2 separate regions of the Gossypium hirsutum genome follow, and region 1 is linked to region 2. The links are chromatin contacts, called in public Hi-C maps. All regions are on one chromosome and are shown on one strand. The core of a region is the stretch at or near the end of the contact, and the rest is flanking DNA. Distances in the headings are between cores, read along the strand shown. Region 1 has its middle 8.6 kb from the start of LOC121216018. Region 2 holds the start of LOC107952461.

Region 1 (2,700 bases), core at 140-2,639, 62 kb before region 2:
AAATTTGAATCCATGTCTCTTTAATTTTCCATATTTATGATTTATATTTTACCATTAAGCTAAAACCTCATTTATTATTTATATCAATTTTTAAAAAGACATATTTATTACATAATTTTATTTTTCACGCATATTATGAATTTACCATAATCTGATTATTATTATTAGTTTCAAATTTTCTATTTCATATAAAACATTTATTACATGAAATTTTAAATGCAGACATATATTCTAAATACTGTGATAAATTTTTAAATTTTACTAATTTCCCTTATAAAAGTTAAAACATTTTTTTGTAATAATATGATAAATTTTATTTTATGCTGGAATTATTTTTTTACAAAATCCAGAATTTAGTTAGTAAAAAAAATTGAAGGAACTGACAAATTTGATAAGGACTTAATGAGTATTTCACTATTAAAAAAAAAGTAGCAAAACTTTAAACCAATAAATTTGATTTGAATGATCCAAAAACAAATTCTTTTGAAGAAAAAAAGTTAATTTGAATAAATCCAAAAACAGTGAACTTTTTATCATAATCCTGTGGGCTAGGCTAGAACCAGAAGAGCGCATATATCTCCCTCTAATTGGATCAAAGTCAGTAGAAAATAACTAAAATATTCTTTTCAATAAATATTTATGTAAAAATTAAAAAACTACTTAAAAAAAATACAATATCAAAGTTTAAACTTATAACTAATACTTCAAAGGAATGTTATACTTTAGTTTTTTTTTTTGGCTAAATATATAGATTGACCCCTAAATTTGGTAACTTTTCTCAAATTGGCTCTAAACTTTTTTTTATCGCATTACTTCCTAAAGTTGGCATCTCTTACATAAATTGGTCTTTATTGTTAACATCGTTAGTTTTTTAAGGCTTAATATATAGATTAACCCCTAAATTTGGCAACTTTTCTCACATTGACCTCTATTTTTTTTGAATCATATTAGTCCCTAAAATTGACATCCACTAAACATATTAATCCCTACACTAACACAATTTGTTTTTGAAGAATATGCTGATGTGGACAAGTATGAGAGCGACACGTGAAGAAATAAAGGGACGACATGTAGATTCATTTTTCTTAAAACATTAAAAAAAAACTTTAAATTTTGAAAAAAATTCAAAAAAATTGAATATATAAAAAATAAAATTTTAACCCCATACTTATCCACATCAACAAATTCTTAAAAAAATACACGGTGTTAATGTAGAGACCAGTCTATATAACACATGCCAACCTTAATAACCAATATGATAAAAGAAATTTAGGGATTAATATGAGAAAATTGTCAAATTTAGGAGCAAATCTATTAACATGTATAGCGTATAGAATAAAAGTTAATTAATGTGTGTTTTCTGAAAAAAGAAAAATTTAATTAATGTGTGGCTCACGGATGCACAGGGACAAAAAGCACTACACTGCACCCTATTAACATGTGGAGAGGACTACATTACTTAATATGTTATCCAAAATTCGGATTTTTATCAACGGTGATTATACGACCGCTCCAAAAAGGATAAACGAATACCACGTTAATTTCCTTCAATATACTGAATTTTTTGTGTTTTATTTTGGTGAAAATTTTTAATTTATCGTTAAATTATTTAAATTTATAATTTTAGCCATTAAATTTGAAACTGTTGGATAACATGACTGTCATAAACTATATTAATGATGGTTTAATTATGAGAATGTTTTTGTTTTAATTATCTAATTATAAAAAATTTTCAATTTAATCATTAAATTTTTTTAGTCACCATATCTTTAATAACAAATTTAGTCATTCAATATTTATATCATCTATAAATTAGTTCAACTTTTTAAAAAATTTAAAAAATTTAACATTTAATATTTACAAAATATATTAATTTCATGTTAGGTGGTGTTATTCACTGCAATAAAATTCAAAGGTTTCTAGTTTCTTATGCCACAAAAAATCTTAAGCTGTTGGTAAATTTTTTTTTAACACTTTAGATTAAACAATGTTTTTTCGACACTAGAAAATTCAAAGGTTTTTAGTTTCCGACGCCAAAGAGATAATAAATCGTCAGAAAGTTGTTTATTATTGTTTTTGTTGTAAATTTTTATGTTAAAATAGTGGTTCTTTTGTGCCTAAAAAACTCAAGTCTTACTAGCGTCAAATAAAAAACTATTAAAAAATTTTCTAGAGCCAAACACTAGTAAGAATGTTTAGAGTTAAAATTTATTGATATTTTTTAGAATTAAGACTAAATTGATAGAACATATAAATATTGAATGGTAAAATTTGTTATTAGACCAATAAAAAAAGGCCATGTCCAACGTTTGTTATAACTTTAATGGCATGTTACTAAAAAAATTAATTTTGGAAACATTAGTGACTAAATAATTTTTTATATAGTTGGATTATCAAAACAGAAACACTCTCATAGTTGAGTGACCATTCATGTAGTTTATAATGGCCGCATCATCTAGTTGTTTCAAACTTAGTGACACAGTGATTAATAAAAATAAATTCGAATAGTTTAGTGATCAAATTAAAAATTGTCATAATTAGGTGACTAAAATAAGAACTTGCAAAAATTCAGTGGCTAATTAAGTAGTTTACCCATTTCTTTTATTCATACTATATATTAAGCACTTGATTAAGTTACTGTCATGAGCCAATCAAGCATTAAATCGATTGAGTATTGATGAAAATACTCTTACTTTACAT
Region 2 (2,700 bases), core at 172-2,671:
TCAGACCAAGACCCCCATAAGATTTTGGTTGACACACTGAATCCCAAGTAACCAAAGCTACCTTAATGTTGCCATTTGTGGAAACCCAAACGAATTTTCGCACGATGCGCTCGGTCTCATCATACAAACCTTTAGGAAGCATCATTGTCTGCATAAAGTAACTTTAGATCGATAGAATGACATATTGAGATAAAGTAACCCTACCTGCCAAGGAAAGTTGTCTGACGTCCCAACTAGATAGCTTGTTACGAACCTTATCAACCATAAAGCGCAGCATGTTATTTGTAACCCTCTCATGAAAAAAGGGAACACCTAAATAAGTCCCAAGTTCTTCACTTCTTGAAAACCAAAGAAATTGCTGATACGCCTCCTCAAACTGCCATTTATGCCTTTGAAGAAAAAAATATTTGTCTTCCTCATATTAATTCTATGACCCGAGTAGTTACAAAAATCATCAAGAATATTATTGATGATTCAAGCCTGATGTTCCCCAGCATGACCGAAGAGGATCAAATCATCCGCGAAAAGCAAATGAGAAAGCGGTGGACCATTGCAAGCAAGTCGAATAGGGATCCAATTGCCAGTACTAATAGCAGCATGAATATTGTGACATAACCATTCCATGCACAAAATGAATAAATACGGAGATAAATGGCAACCTTTTCGAACGCCTCTGGTAGGTCGAAACTTCAAAGTTGGAACCCCATTCCACAACACCTGTATAGTAGAGCTGGAAATTACAGACATAATAAAATTACATAAAAAATTAGGAATACCTGCAGCTTGGAGTGACAAGTCAATGAAGTCCCAATGCACTCGATCATAGGCTTTTTCTAGATCAATTTTGATGGCCATCCACATCCTCTTTTTTTGCGTTCTCCTCATAGAATGTATAACCTCTTGAGTAATGAAAATATTATCCGTCATATTCTGTCCAACTAAGAAACCAGCCTGCTCGAGAGCTATAAACTTAGGGAAAACCATTTTAAAATGATTAGCAATAACCTTCACAACCAGTTTATATAGAACAGAACATAAACTGATTAGCCAAAATTGGGCGAAGCCTTCCAAATTTTGAGTTTTAGGGATAAGAACTATAAGCGAATTATTTAATTCCGGATCAATGCTTTCACCAGCAAAAATACCCTTAACCCAACTGCAAACGGAGGCGCCAACGTGATCCCACTAACTTTGGTAGAAATAGCGTAAAAACCATCACTTTCTGGAACCTTCAAAGGTGCCATGTCAAACAAAGCAACTTTAATTTCCTCATCAGAAATTGGACTGTTTAGGAGAATAAAATCCTCGTCAGAGAGAGGTGGAAAAGCGCTCAAGGGCAAACCTCTCATCGAGCCGGGATGCTCACCATACAAGGCTTTATAGAAATTTACCACTTCAAATTTTAGTTGTTCTTCATTCATGATCCATTCGCCTAAATCATTTTTTAAAGCGGTGATTTGATTCTACTTTCTTCTCCTCAAAGTACGCGCGTGAAAAAATTTGGTGTTTCGATCCACTAAAACTAACCAATCACAACGAGCTTTCTTTTACCAAAGAATCTCTTCATGATGCAACACATTTTCCAAATCCTCTCTAATCTCCAACTCAACCTGGTTGATAAAAGTCGAGTTTCTTCTACTGCGCTCAACCTCAATATTGTGTAGTTTCTTAGTCAGAAACTTCATGCGAGTATGAATATGACCATACACATCCTTATTCTATCTTTTGACTTAATCAGTAAACTCAAAATTAATCATCGACATATTAGCAGAAATCCTTTAATTCTCCTTTACAAAATTCGAGAATGCTAGATGTTCAATCCAACCTACTAAAAATCTAAATGGACGCCCCTTTTGAGGAAAGGAAATCAGGCATCAAAGATAGTTTAAGGGTTTATGATCGAATTTAAGTCTAGGCAAGTGAGTCACCATGGAATTAGGAAAAAAGGTACATCAAGCATTGTTACAGATAGCCCTATCCAGACGCTCCAGAATTCCCCCTCTCTGCCAAGTGAATTGTGGACCTCTAAAGCCTAAATCTTGCAATAAGGTGGAGTCCATAAGTTCACCAAAAAAGGGGTATCTCTTTCTAAGAGTCCGACTCCCTCTTTTCTCAGTAGTAGAAAGAATAGTGTTAAAGTCACCAATTGCCATCCACGGAGACCCATCTACTGGAATAGTTCTCTATAAAGCCTCTCAAAAAAGTCTCCGTTTACTGTGATTAGGGCTAGCATATACAAAAGTAACCAAAAAAGGCTGTCGGAAAGAAGTTCCAGTAACTCTAACTAACACAAATTGAGAATGGTTTTTTAGAACCTCCACACAAACGGATTCTTTCCAATCAATCCAAATACCACCTGAAAAGCTCACTGCCTCCACACGATGAGAGTAATGAAAACCAAGCTTTGCAATAACTGAATCAGCTTTTCCCTCACTAACTCTTATTTTTATAAGGCCAATAAAATTTGGTTTATGTTTCCGATTATATTTACAAAAAACCTGAATAAACTTCGAACTAGCACAACCCTAACAATTACAACAAAAAAATAGTAAAATTTATAAATTAAAAATTTAAAAATACGGGGACTAACCTTTCAAGGGGTAATGGGAGTTTTATCTCCTGCATCATTAATGATAACCTTATCAGTAAAGGTCTCCACTTGTTCACCAATAAGCTTTGCCATGGAATTCATAGCATCGG

Evidence for each region. A called contact is a pair of places that touch in the nucleus more often than the background predicts.
Region 1: a Hi-C map of leaf shows a contact between it and region 2, with 3 times the contacts expected there. The contact joins the enhancer-like site here to the promoter of LOC107952461 in region 2. A contact is called at or near these places in 14 of 34 Hi-C or Micro-C datasets (callus, fibers, hypocotyl and 3 more).

The regions. Positions count from the first base shown.
Region 1 is chrA02:12,109,335-12,112,034 of Gossypium_hirsutum_v2.1, reverse strand. No RefSeq gene overlaps it. Among protein-coding and RNA genes, the nearest start is that of LOC121216018, 8.6 kb to the right of the region's middle. Within about 2 kb of position 1,389, at least 1 of the 9 cell types and tissues checked has an H3K27ac peak or open chromatin away from gene starts, as enhancers often do. A contact at or near this core is called in leaf, where this site is marked.
Region 2 is chrA02:12,047,530-12,050,229 of Gossypium_hirsutum_v2.1, reverse strand. It overlaps LOC107952461, which reads right to left and starts at 1,421. Exons shown (of 6, transcript XM_016887713.1): 1 at 1,146-1,421; 2 at 777-1,005; 3 at 660-717; 4 at 481-586; 5 at 254-376; 6 at 1-148. The coding sequence starts at 1,421.